2 separate regions of the Hordeum vulgare genome follow, and region 1 is linked to region 2. The links are chromatin contacts, called in public Hi-C maps. All regions are on one chromosome and are shown on one strand. Each heading gives the region's core, a stretch centred on a gene start, on an enhancer-like site or on the middle of the called end of the contact. The rest is flanking DNA. Distances are from core to core; before and after follow the strand shown.

What was found. A called contact is a pair of places that touch in the nucleus more often than the background predicts.
Region 1: a contact with region 2 is called in a Hi-C map of leaf, with 4 times the contacts expected there. The contact joins the enhancer-like site here to the promoter of LOC123449727 in region 2. A contact is called at or near these places in 2 of 6 Hi-C or Micro-C datasets (both in leaf) and 1 of 1 datasets of contacts at active chromatin or transcription factors (embryo).

What each region holds. Positions count from the first base shown.
Region 1 is chr4H:582,764,830-582,771,179 of MorexV3_pseudomolecules_assembly, reverse strand. No RefSeq gene overlaps it. Among protein-coding and RNA genes, the nearest start is that of LOC123449727, 66 kb to the right of the region's middle. Within about 2 kb of position 2,914, at least 2 of the 3 cell types and tissues checked have open chromatin away from gene starts, as enhancers often do. A contact at or near this core is called in leaf, where this site is marked.
Region 2 is chr4H:582,699,024-582,705,655 of MorexV3_pseudomolecules_assembly, reverse strand. LOC123449727 (cyclin-dependent kinase inhibitor 5-like) reads left to right here and starts at 3,867. Exons shown (of 3, transcript XM_045127048.1): 1 at 3,867-4,483; 2 at 6,007-6,204; 3 at 6,332-6,632. The coding sequence starts at 4,104. The coding sequence ends at 6,401.

The sequences.
Region 1 (6,350 bases), core at 1,665-4,164, 66 kb before region 2:
GTACGGACACGGATGCATGAGGCCGCCATCCAACCATTGTCGCATACATTTTGACAATAGTTCAAACCAACCAGACGAAATTCATGCAAATATGGCCGCATTCCATATAAACATGACAGATTACATAGAAATCGAATGAAAATGTTTACAATTTGAACATATTGTAACTAAAAACGGTGACGCTGAGCTCCACTCCCATGATATGGATACACTCCTCTTCCACCACTCATCAAAGCGGAACTACCGGCTGATGCTTCATCCATAGGGGAAGGGGGTCCTCTGCTTCCGAGGTGCCAAAACAGGGACCATCGTTGGTTTAAGATACAGAAACGGTTGGTCATCGGTTGTAAAAGCCGATGACGTGCCGGCGGTGGTCCACATGGGATATTGGTGGTGGCCTCCCGTGTTCTACTTTCTCTTTATATTGGCGGCACACTCGGACGCACCGGCCATCGACTAATCGATCTCCATGCAGTGAGCTTCTTTCTCTGCCGGCAGGACGCGGTTACACACGCGTTGAGATCGGATGGCGTGGTCGCACGCACGGGAGGCGCGGTACAATGCGACAACATCGACGGCTGTGATGTTGAATGAGCCGTTGTGCTCCCTGTCGTGTCGGCCTGGAGCAACTCGTCACTCCTCCGTGGGTTGGTTTGGAGCGCTGAGTTGCTGAACCACACCCCATATTGGGGCAGCACATTACATCATCGGGCCAAGCATGGGAGGTGAAGCAGCGAACTACCTCGCTCATATCCGACGGGCTCGATGGGCCACCGAACGGACTTTTATCCAAAGAAATGCTCATCCTACTCATTGGATTGCATCGAAAGCGTGGAGAAGGAAGACATGGGGAGCAAACTTAGTGGTGTGATTCTTGTCCGACATCTAGACTTCCTTAAACAAAGGGCACACGGGAGAAGCTTGCCCGGTGTTGCGTTTAATGTCGGCCCGCTCGTGAACGGACGTGTGGCCCGAGTATGTTACGTGGCTTCCACGCAGGTTTAATGGCGGCATTTGGATGCGGTGAGGATGCGCGTTCAGTCGAGCGTGCAAAGGGCGATGCCCTCGGATGGCGTGCCACTTCAATGCCGAATGAAGTGAGAGGCCGCGTCCACCCTGAGCCGTCTTTAATGTGGAGCGACGTGCCCTACATAGGCAAGAATGCGGGGAGCTGCCGCGAGCGAGAGAAGAGTGTTTTGGGTGGGTTAGTACGGTTAGAGCATCTACAGTCGGACCTCTCAAATACTCCTCAAACACTCGGGCAGGCCGCCCGGTCACTGACTGGTCACAAAAATTCGACCCAGACGGCCCTCTTAAACCGGCCTCAAACTCTCGGGATGACTGGCACCCCCCTTTTCCAGCCCAAATATGGAGCGAATATGGGGGAGCCTGGGCGCGTCCTGTCATCCCCGCCTGGCCCACACTGGCCCGCATCGAACCGCCATATATTCATCCTCATCTGTTGGCCGGACCAAACCATAGCCACTTCACTCCACTCCCATAGGCCACCCAAGCTCGCTTCCGACGATATTCGGCCTTCTCCGGCATTGCCTCGAGCGGATCCGTCTCCGACCAGTCCGGATCCATCGACTCGGGGGTCATGCAGTGCGGAGTGGAGGAGGCAATGACGGTTCACATTGCACTCCGCCGCTCCCACAAGGACAGCGCCAGACCGACGGGAGGATCTGTCCGCCGTGACTCCATAGCATCCGCTCAAAGGGCTCTTGGTTCCTCTGGGACGGGATCACCCATGTCCCGGCGAGCGGATCCATCGACCGGGCCTGCGGACTTTGATTCCCACAGGGAACGGCCTGCCCGCCGTGGAAAGGAGATGATAAGGATTGTCGACGCCTATCTCGCGAAGGAAATGCAGCACGCGGAGGCGGGTGATGCGGCGGCGCGGGCGACCGCGGAGAAGGAAGCCTTCCGCGCTTGCATTTTGAAGAAACAGCAGTGGCGAAACACGCACGCCATTGCCCACAAACAGAATTGGGCGGTCCGTGAAATGGCCGGACTGCCACCAAAAGAGGAGAATGAGGTGAGGGGCGACGAGGACAACTCCGGCGATGAGCAGATCCGGCTCGATCCGTACTGTGTCTCCAACCGGTACTTCCGCGACAAGGACGGCAAGGGCGATGGAAAGGACAAGTGTAGCCGTGGATAATCTCCACCATAGCCAAACAAGCCAAATTTTGGTAGTCCAATGGCATATTTAGCAGTGATGGAGTAGACGAACGACGTGTCTGCGTCGATGTAGTAGTTGCATGGGTTGTATGAATTTGAGATATGAGATTTGAGGTGTCCGGATGTAGACTGCATTGTGTGTGACGTGCCCGGTCAGTGTCCGCGGACGAGTCCGGACACGTCCGCGGGTGTTTGAGGGACCGGATTTGAGGGGTCCGGCTGTAGATGCTCTTGGAAGCTGACGTGGTCGCGTGTCCGGACGACCGTAAAACCCCCATATTTCTCTATGATTTGGAGAGAAAATTCGTACGGACCGTGCCGCGTATCGATATAGGACAGTGTTGAATGACTTCCGTGATCCACATGTATGTAAGAGATTTACGGATCCGCGTTGGAGATGTCCTTAGACAACTCTGAATTTCTCACAATTGAATTGGTGTCCTATAACTGTGAACATATTTTATTCCGTGTCTTGTGGAGCCATGTCAGTTATTCAAACACGCAAGCAACTGCGAGCACGTGTCTCACAAAAAAGTTCCCGGCGTGCGCACTTTCTGGCAATACTACAACATTGCACGAGCTCCCGTAAGCTCCCATCTTCTAGTTGAGGGTACGATGGAGAGCGGCTTTAAACCCTATAGCCGGAAAAGGGCCCGGCCGGGGAACGCGCGCGTCGGCTGGCCTGCACTCACGCACGAGCGCAGGATCCCCCCAGGACTTTCATTGTCGAGCCACGAAGCTACCCCGCGCGCGCGCAACCACGCACTGGCGGCACCGCCCATCCGTGCAAGCCGGAGGAGGCCCCGCCGGCCAGATCCACGGCCCTGCGCCGTGTCCTGTCTGCGGGGAGGGGACGGCGCGTACGTGTCTCGGCGTTAATGGAGTAACTCGTGGTTGTACCGGCGGCCCGGTGAATGACATGGCTGCGTGCACAGTGCCCTCTCCAGCTGCTGCGGGGGTTTTACATTCGTCGACGCCATGGATTCATGCTAGGGTACCGTGTAGCCAAAAGGTTCTCCGCACGCGTCGTATCGCATCGCATTCGCCGAATTCAAGTCGGGACCCTGTACTGCAAAAGCACAACGCTGCTACTGTTCGTATACCATGGCGCATTCTCGTACCCCTAAATATACATAAATACTCCTACATCATGATAGCGATCATTCGTTCATGATTGTAGCCAGGGGTCCTCTCAGTTAAGTGCATAGAAGCGTCATCTCCTTGTCACGATTTACGAAAAATCATCACTTTACAAAACGTGACACTTTTCACCGAACGAAACAATTAACGCGGCAAAACATACTCAGCAAAAAAAATAGAACGCGTTTTGACGTGCCAAAACGGCTGCGTGGCTAGTGGTGGACGGGCTAGGTAGAAATGGCCGTTAACAGATAGACCGACCGTGTCGGTCGGAAGCTGCCCAAAAAAGAAATAGTGTGGGCTCTTAGCCCGCTCGCTCCCACTCCCACTTGCACTCTCGCTCCCCTCTGCGCCGTTGCTGCCGAGCATCGTTGCGATGGCAATAATGCCTTCTTGGATAGACGAGGAGGAGACCGACGACGACGACATGCTCCACTTTGTCGAGGAGGTAATGTCGATTCATATATACTCTGTTGGTAGCCTAGGCTTAGGGTTATCATTCAGAGGGGATTTTTTTTGTATGATTTGAACCGGACACAGTACACTTGACCACTCCAAATTTCTTTTGAAATCGATCCAGCCGCTCCTAACCATACACGACTAAGACTTTGAAGGCTATGCAGTAACAGAGGAGGGACCAATTGAGTGATACCACCGTAAAATAGCCAGGAAATTTGTAGCATTTGAAGGTAGCATGGATGGAAGGAGGTTTTATGAATGTGGTGAGGAAGTAAGTTGAAATGTTTGTCGTGCTATACTTATTTGAAATCTCATGTTCTCAATGTTTCATTTTCTATTAATTCAGTCATGTCACTTGTACAATTGTAATGGTTAATGGTCACACTGGTTTGTAAAAGAAGTTAAGGCAGAGGTTTAACTAAATTTGCTACTTTTAATTGAATATGCTAGTATTGTCTCAATTTCAATTGTTGACTGAATTTGGTGCTAGTGTTAACTAAAATGAAAGTGTTAACTGAACTAGCTACTGTTCACTAAATTTGAAAGTGTTAATTAAATCTGTTGCCAGTGTTAACTGAATTTCATAGTGTTGACTGAAATTTGTGCTAGTGTTAACTAAAATGAAAGTGTTAACTGAATTTTATAGTGTTGACTGAACTAGCTATTGTTCACTAAATTTGATAGTGTTAACTAAATCTGTTGCCAGTGTTAACTGAATTTCATAGTGTTCACTCAACTTGCTAGTGTTAACTAAATTTCAAAGTGTTAACTAAGTTTGTTGCTAGTGTTAACTGAACTTGGTGATAACTGAATTTGATAGTGTTTACTACACTTGCTAGTGTTAACTCAATCTATTACTAGTGTTATTTGAATTTGATAGTGTTGACTGCACTTGCTAGTCTTCACTGGATCTATTGCTATTGTTAACTAAACTTGGTGTTAACTGCTATGTTTCTCTGAGGGTTAACTTTTGTGTTTCTCTGTAGCTAATTGCAGTGTTTGTTTGAATCTTACCTGCTTTATGTACCATTTGTATCTGCTTATGGTTAAGTAACTTTTATTGTTGTAGATTGTCAATTGTGGCTATGTTTGATGGTTGATATGAAGTATCTTGGAGCTACTAAAAAACCTCTTAGGAAGCTTCGGGAAAGATACCAAGGTTGTTGTGCTACTAGAAATAAGGAAGGAGTTGATCATGCACATGTAGTGCTTAAGCTTGATGAGCAGGTTAAGACTGCTAACTGATAACCCACAAGTATAGGGGATCGCAACAGTTTTCGAGGGTAGAGTATTCAACCCAAATTTGTTGATTCGACACAAGGGGAAGCCAAAGAATATTCTCGAGTATTAGCAGTTGAGTTGTCAATTCAACCACACCTGAAAGACTTAGTATCTGCACCAAAGTTTCCGTAGCAGAGTAGTGTGATAGTAACGGTAGCAGCGGTAACAGTAGCAGCAGTGACAGCAGTAGCAGTAAAGTAACTTAGCAAGGACCAGTAGGAAAAGACTCGTAGGCATTGGATCGGTGATGGATAATTATGTCGGATGACATTCATCATGTAACAGTTATAACATGGGGTGATTTGTAACTAGCTCCAGTTCGTCAATGTAATGTAGGCATGTATTTCGTATACAGTCATACATGTTTATGGAAAAGAACTTGCATGACATCTATTGTCCATCCCTCCCGTGGCAGCGGGTCCTAATGGAAACTAAGGGATATTAAGGTCTCCTTTTAATAGAGAACCGGAATAAAGCATTAGCACATAGTGAATACATGAACTCCTCATACTATGGTCATCTCCGGGAGTGGTTCCGGCTATTGTCACTCTGGGGTTGTCGGGTCATAACACATAGTAGGTGACTAAAACTTGCAAGATAGGATCAAGAACACACATATATTGATGAAAACATAATAGATTCAGATCTGAAATCATGGCACTCGGTCCCTAGTGACAAGCATTAAGCATAGCAAAGTAGTAGCAACATCAATCTTAGAACATAGTGGATACTAGGGATCAAACCCCATCAAAACTAACTCGATTACATGATAGATCTCATGCAACCCATCACCGTCCAACAAGCCTACGATGAGATTACTCACGAACGTTGAAAAGCATCATGGAATTGGCGATGAAGGATGGTTGGTGATGACGACGGTGTCGATTTCCCCTCTCCGGAGCCCAGAACGGACTCCAGATCTCCCCTCCAGAGGAAGAACAAGTGGTGGCGGCGGCTCCGTGTCGTGAAATGAGCTTCTCTCCATTTTGTCTGGTAATAGAATAGGGCGCGCGATGAACTCTTCTCTCTTAATTTTTTCTGGGCGAGACAGAATATATAGAGCTGGAGTTGGAGGCGGCGGAGCCACGAGGGCCTCACAAGCCTGCCTCGCGCGGCCAGGGGGGCGCCTCTTGGGCTTGTGGGCTCCTGGCTCCGTCCCTCCACGTACTCATTGCGCCAGTATTTTTTATATATTCCGCAAAACATCCTCGTAAATTTCCAGGTCATTCCGAGAACTTTTGTTTCTACGCAAAAACAACACCATGCAATTCTGTTGAAAACAGCGT
Region 2 (6,632 bases), core at 2,618-5,117:
TATTTCTTCGCTAACTAGAAATGCACGCTTGCTGTGAGGATGCTTACATTTGGTACTACCGTAGATCTCGTTGCTGAGATGGTCCGGATGGCAGAGAGCATTTTCCTGAAGACTACTGTCAAGTTTGCTCGTGACGTGGTGCAGGTGTTTGAATCTGAGTAACCGAGAGAACCAAATGTGCATGACCTAGAAAATTTGTTGGCTATTGGATAGGTTAGATGGTTTCTAGGAATGCTCGGATCAATTGATTGTATGCATTGACAATGGAGAATTGTCCCAAAGGTTTGCACGTAATGTATCAATGTCACACCAAAGAGGCCATCATCATAGTGGAAATAGTGGCATCACATGACTTACGAATTTGACATGCTTTCTTTGAAATACCGAGTTCTCACAACAACATCAAAGTGCTTTATCGCCGTCGTGCAATTGTGAAAGAGCATGGTGCCCTCATGTGTGGTTTTGGTAATTGATGGCATTCTCTATGGACTAATGGTTGCCTTTATTAATATTCGAAGGACTTGTCCATAGGCATTTCTTGAAGTCCATTTGATGGTTTCAAGGAGTTTATGTAATTACTAATGTGGTATTCAAGGATTTATCCAAAGATTGGCCGTGTGAGAGTTGAGCTTATTGCAAACATGTCTTGAAGAAGAAGATTGTGTGGACATTCATGTTTACCTTCAAGACATCATCTTTATGAAGAGATAAAATAAGATACAAGGTTGATCAAGACTAAGGCAAATAGTGATTAAAATTTATTAACATAGAGAGCTAGAAGATGTACCAAGTGGGATCAAGTGATCTCATGGTATGATAAGTATTGTCCATTACGCTTTGCGTACAAGCCCATGATCTTTGTGAGTGTTCTTCATGGGGTTAGGTATGTTTCCATGGGCACGCGTCAAAAGGATGATCCCATACAACCCATGGAGGATGACATCAAGTGGTGATCATCGTCAAGGTTGCGGTGTGCAAGTTCAAGAGAAGCATCACGAAGAGATCACATGCTTGAAATTTCTCGTCCATTACGGTGATAACGGATACGTGAATATGTGCTGAAAAGAGGCTCATCCATAGTGGAGTATGGGGGAGCAATCTACTAGTCTTCATCGAGTCATCACAATCAAGAAAGGTGGTCCATCTTGAGGAGGACAAGCTTACCATCATCTAGGTCATGTGGACTATGCACAAGTCAAAGGTTTGTCCTTGATAGGTTTCCTATTCTATAGGTATCATGATGTTAGTTGGGAGACCAGGTCATAGGATAGATTGTCGTACTATAAAGGGGGGCTCTCGAGTGAGTAACTTGATGGTATCATTTGTAGAGAGCTCAAGCCATTGCATTCTTAGCATCATCGTCTTCCTTGGTTCTTGTTTGCCTTTTTGTTATGTGAGTTTTGGAGGTCATGGTCTTCATCGTGATAAGCTCAAGCTCATCGAAAACGGATTTTGTATGCATCATCTTTGCGTTTTCAATGGTGGATATTTTTACGGATCATATTTGGGAAGGTCATCTTCCTTATCCTATTTGGGAAGGTTTATGTTGGATAGCTCTTGTCGTCCTCTATCCAACAAGCTTGAGTTTGCTTAATTCAGAGCTCGTACGCAAAAGTTATGACAATTTCATTCTCAGCACAGTTGTTAGTGTTGAGGCGCTAGTACCACTCGGTACCACGGTAGTACCGCCTAAGCGGTACTTCCACTATGTACTACCGCTTAGGCGGTCCTTCCGCTATGTACTACCGCGGCTACTATAGCCTATTTGTAGGTTCTGTTGGTCTGCTCTTCACTCACGATGATAGCATGGTAGTAGGGAGGTAGTACCTCTAGTACCGCTCCTACTACCACTTATTTTGGGGTACCGGTCTCTTATTTGTTTCAGTACTACCACACTGCTTTCACTCTACTACCGATGTTCCCTTGGTACTGCATCCTGAGTGGTAGTACCATTGGGTCGGCCGGTAGTACCACTCCGGTGCCACTACTGCCTCGAGGTTTCTGCCTTTTGCACTCTTTTGCTGGAACTACCACATTAAGCGGTAGTACCGCTTGTGCACGACTTGTGGACATAACGGTTTGATTTTCCCGCACCTACAAAAAGGGGTCTTCTTCCCAATTGGATCTAATCCTTTGAGCTCGTGTTCTTCCACCATTGTTGTCCTTCTAAGAGCTTTCTAACTCTCAATCCCTTCAATGATTGTTGCTCCTTTTTGAGGAAAAAGAGAGAGGAGATCTAGATCCATATTTCCACCAATCACTTTCTCCCCTATGTGAGGGGAACCCCTTGGATCTAGATCTTGGAGTTCTTTGTGACCTACTTGTTCTTCCTCTCATATTCCTCCATAGCTTTTGGTGCTGTGGTGGAATTTGGGAGTGAGGGAATTGACCACTTCGTGTGTTCTTGCCATTTCATTAGTTGCATCTGTTTGAGTTTTGCACGGTGATACATGTAAGTGATGTTTGAGAAGCTTATTACTCTTGGGTGTTTGGGCACCCTAAAGCTTGTGCCCCTTGGGTGCTTTGGCACCCTAGACGGTTGGTGGTGTCTCAGAGCTCAATCATTGTGGTATAAAGCTCCAAGCAAGCGTGGGGGTCTCCAATTAGGTTGTGGAGGTTGCCCCGAGCAATTTGTACGGGTTCCGGTGACCGCCCGCAAGGATTACCAAAGTGTACACGTTCGATGACCGTCCCCAAGGGTTTCCATTTGTACGGTCCGGTGACCGTCCTCAAGGGGCCCTTAGTGGAATTACGACATTTTGCATCGTGCGAAAGCGTAAGGAGATTAAGGTGGTCCTGGTGGTTTCTTGGGGAGCATTGTGCCTCCACACTGCTCCAAACGGAGATTAGCATGCGCAAGGGTGTGAACTTCGGGGTACATCATCATCTTCGCATGCCTCGGTTATCTCTTACCCAAGCCTTTTACTTATGCATTTTACTTTGTGATAGCCATATTGTTTCATGTTATATATCTTACTATCACTTAATTGTTTATCTTGTTTAGCATAAGTTGTTGGTGCACATAGGTAAGCATGGTTGTTTTAGTTTTTGTGCTTGACAAATTAAACACTAGTTTTATTCCGCATTTGTTCAAGCTTAAACAGTAATTATTTTAAAGCGTCTATTCACCCCTTCTAGGCGACATTCACGCCCTTTCAAACCGCACCGTCAAAGGTCGTGACTACAACTTTTATACTATCTTGTCCATGTCATCTATCCTTAGTGGGCCGCATTTGTTAAGACCATATTCGAACGGCAACAAAGAAAGCCACCTCGCAACGGTGCAAGAAGCATCTAGGAAGGATATGGAAAGAGCATTCGGAGTGCTCGAAGCACATTGAGGAATTGTTTGAGGAGCTACAATGATGTGAGAATCATAAAGGTTGTGTGAACTGATGACACATTGTGTTATTTTGCACAATATAATTGTTGGGGAAGAGGGTGACGGTGTTTCCCAAATCAATGATTTAAAGCGCTTGAAAAACAAGTTCAAATCCCAGAAATCAAGATGCAAACCATCTTATCAACTTTCTGCAGTTGCATCAGATAGTTCCCGCCTTGCATGATGGGAGAATATTATGTTTACCCAAAAAATAACATCCAAATAAGCATCCTCTCCCCTCCCATTTATGCTCGAGGATATGCCCCCAAATCGCCATTGCAATACTGGCGCACCCCACCCACCTCTGGTGCCATGCCATGCCTTCCATGTGGCCCGCCCTCGGAAACCCCCAAACTCGCACCGAGAAGCCCCCACGCGGCGACGCAGACGCTCCCCCAACCCCAAGAGAGAATCCCCACCCCTTTCCCTCTCTCTCTCTCTTACCTCACTGGCCAGGCCCATCCGCGCGCGCGGGTCCTCCTCCTCCTCCCCGATTTTCTCCCTCTCTCTCGCTAAATACAGCGAGCGGCAGCGTGGCGCGCCCGAGCCCGCCAAATCCCGCGCCCGCTCGCGCCCTTTTTCCCGCTACGCAACGCAACGCTCCCCATTATTCCCGCGATTCCCCCTTCCCCGCCTCAACTCGCCTCGCCTCGCGCCGCCCACCCAGCTTTCCCAGCTAGCTAGCCAGCCACCTCGCCGCCGCCGACCGGAAGCAGGGGCCATGGGGAAGTACATGCGCAAGAGCAAGGCCTCGGGGGAGGTGGCCGTCATGGAGGTCGCCGGCGCCCTGCTCGGCGTCCGCACCCGCTCCCGCACCCTCGCCGCGCAGCAGCAGCGCGCCCCTTCCCCCTCCCCGTCCCCTTCGCCGCACCGCAAGGGGGAGCACGACCCCGGCGCCGCCGACTACCTCGAGCTCAGGAGCAGGCGGCTCGAGAAGCAGCCGCCGCCTGGCCACAAGGAGAAGGAGGACGCGCCACCACCGGCCGCCGGTGCGAGGAGGATGGCGGAGCAGGCGGCGGCGTCGTTCGCGGCCGACGGGTTCGAGGCCGACCTCGAGGCCTCCTTCGGCGACAACGTGCTGGACTGGGACGCCGCCGACAGGTAACAACAGAGCACCATGGCTTCCTGCCTTCCTTTCTTTCCTTCCTCCCCCTTCCTCTCCGGCCCAGCCAGCAATCCCGTTCCCGCGCCCCGGGCGACACGAATCAGACCGAGGTTCAGGGCTTACCATCTGCCGCCGTTTGCTTCCACGCACTCCATTAGCGCCGCCGGCGCCGCGCGGTCCCAAATCTCAGCTCCGGAGCTCCCGCAAGCTCAACAATCCCCTCTCCATGGCCTCCTCAACCGAGCGCCGCCACCGATCCGTCCGGCCGTTTCTTCCCAGGATTGAGCAACGCCTTCCGCTGATTCTGCCCGGATGCCTGCAAGAATCATCCCCTGCAGTTCCCCAATTTCCCTCAAGTCCCAGCCGCTGGCTTCCGCTCGAGAGCATCCAAGAAACGCCTGAGCTGCGGTGTTGACCCGGCAAAAAAGGCCTATTTTTCCCCCTCCAAAAAAGCCACAATATTTTCGACACCGTCCAAACAAAGATGCATGCATCACGGCGCACTCAATCAACCCTCAATCAAAGTGGGCGTCGCACTTGATTAGTGGAGCCTCCTCCTCCTCTCCTCCAGTGGCCATGGCCGTGGCCGTGGCCTCCGCCTTTTCCCCGTAGTGGCAGGGGAAAGTAGCCCGCTTTCCGCCTTCCCCGCCATAGCCGCCCTCTGCTTTCTGCATTGGCCTTGCCGGTGGGGCGTGGCCGCAATCTTTTCTAACAGCAACCGGAGAGGCCCCGCTCCCGCTTTTTCGCGAGCAATTTCATCTCAATCCCCCAACCAACCAAAGGCGCCCGCCGCTGCCGTCGCGCTCACGGCCCCATTTGCTAGCTGCCACGGCCGTGGGTGAAAATGGCAAGCTGCTCATCATTAGCGCTTGTACCGGAGCGCCACCGACCGCCGCCATTGAATGCTTGCTTGCTGGCCTGTTGCTACCTTCTTGAATGGACACTGACCGGACCACGTTTTGGTTCAAGCTTGCTGGGGGTGAACGGGGGTTGCCTTGCCTCCATTCATTTACCTGGTGCTGTGAGTGCACCAGCCACTGCAACAAATGAGATTTTACTTAGCAGTTCAAGCATTGAAGGGTTCAGTAAATATTTTCCCCAGCTTCTTTAATTACTATGCTTTGTTCGTATGATTGGCCCCGTGGTCCCTTTGTCCGGCATTGGCATATGCATGTTGAGCACCCCCATTCAGCTTGCTTGGCCGTGTTAGGCCAAGTTGTTGTTTGTCTGTCAGCATTCAGGCATTCAGTGTGCTTGTGCTGAGCAATAATCAGGCACACCTCACACTGTGACAGTGTGGGGGCACTTGTATCTAATGAAATAGACAAGATCATGCTGGAAAATGAGCTGTAGCCTTCAGACGACCGTAGCTTGTTGCCACCCGACCGAGCTCACCAACCCAGCTTGATTCTGTAGTGCTAGTAATTTGCAAGTCCTCTTTGTGCATTTCTAGCCTCTGAGCTTATCATGTTTGTGGGCTGTTTTTCACGTTGTGCTGCTGTTGGTTGGTTGCTTGCAGGGGCACGAGGGAGACGACGCCCTGCAGCCTCATCTACAGCTCGGAGACGATGAGCACCCCCGGCTCCGCGACCAGGGCCAGCAACCCCTCACGCCGCAGGCCGCAGACGCCGGTCTGCCGCTACGTCCCGAGCTCGCTCGAGATGGACGAGTTCTTCGCCGCCGCCGAGCAACAGCAACACCAGACCTTCAGGGACAAGTAAGAAAACTCTGCTTCCTTCTACCATCATCACTCAGTCATGCCGCTGTTGTGAGCACTCTTGTTCTAGATATTGTGCATGGAAATGTTCTAACACTCTTCTGCTCTGCTCTGTTGGAATAACCAGGTACAACTTCTGCCCCGCGAGCGAGCGTCCTCTCCCCGGCCGGTACGAGTGGACGGCGCTAGACTGCTAGGGCTTTCTCCTCACACCACCACCAGCAGCAGGAGCTCCTCCATTGATCTCTGTAACACCAGAATGACCACCAGCAGCAGCAGCAGATCATGCCGTGGGCGCGATGAAAATGCAAATGCAGTAGCGTTAGGTTTCGGATTCATCCTCTGTTGTAAAAACTTAGAGTTAGCCCGCAGCAGTAGCTCAGCAAGCCAGCAGTCTCTCAGTGTAACCAAGGAACGAACAGCCTGAT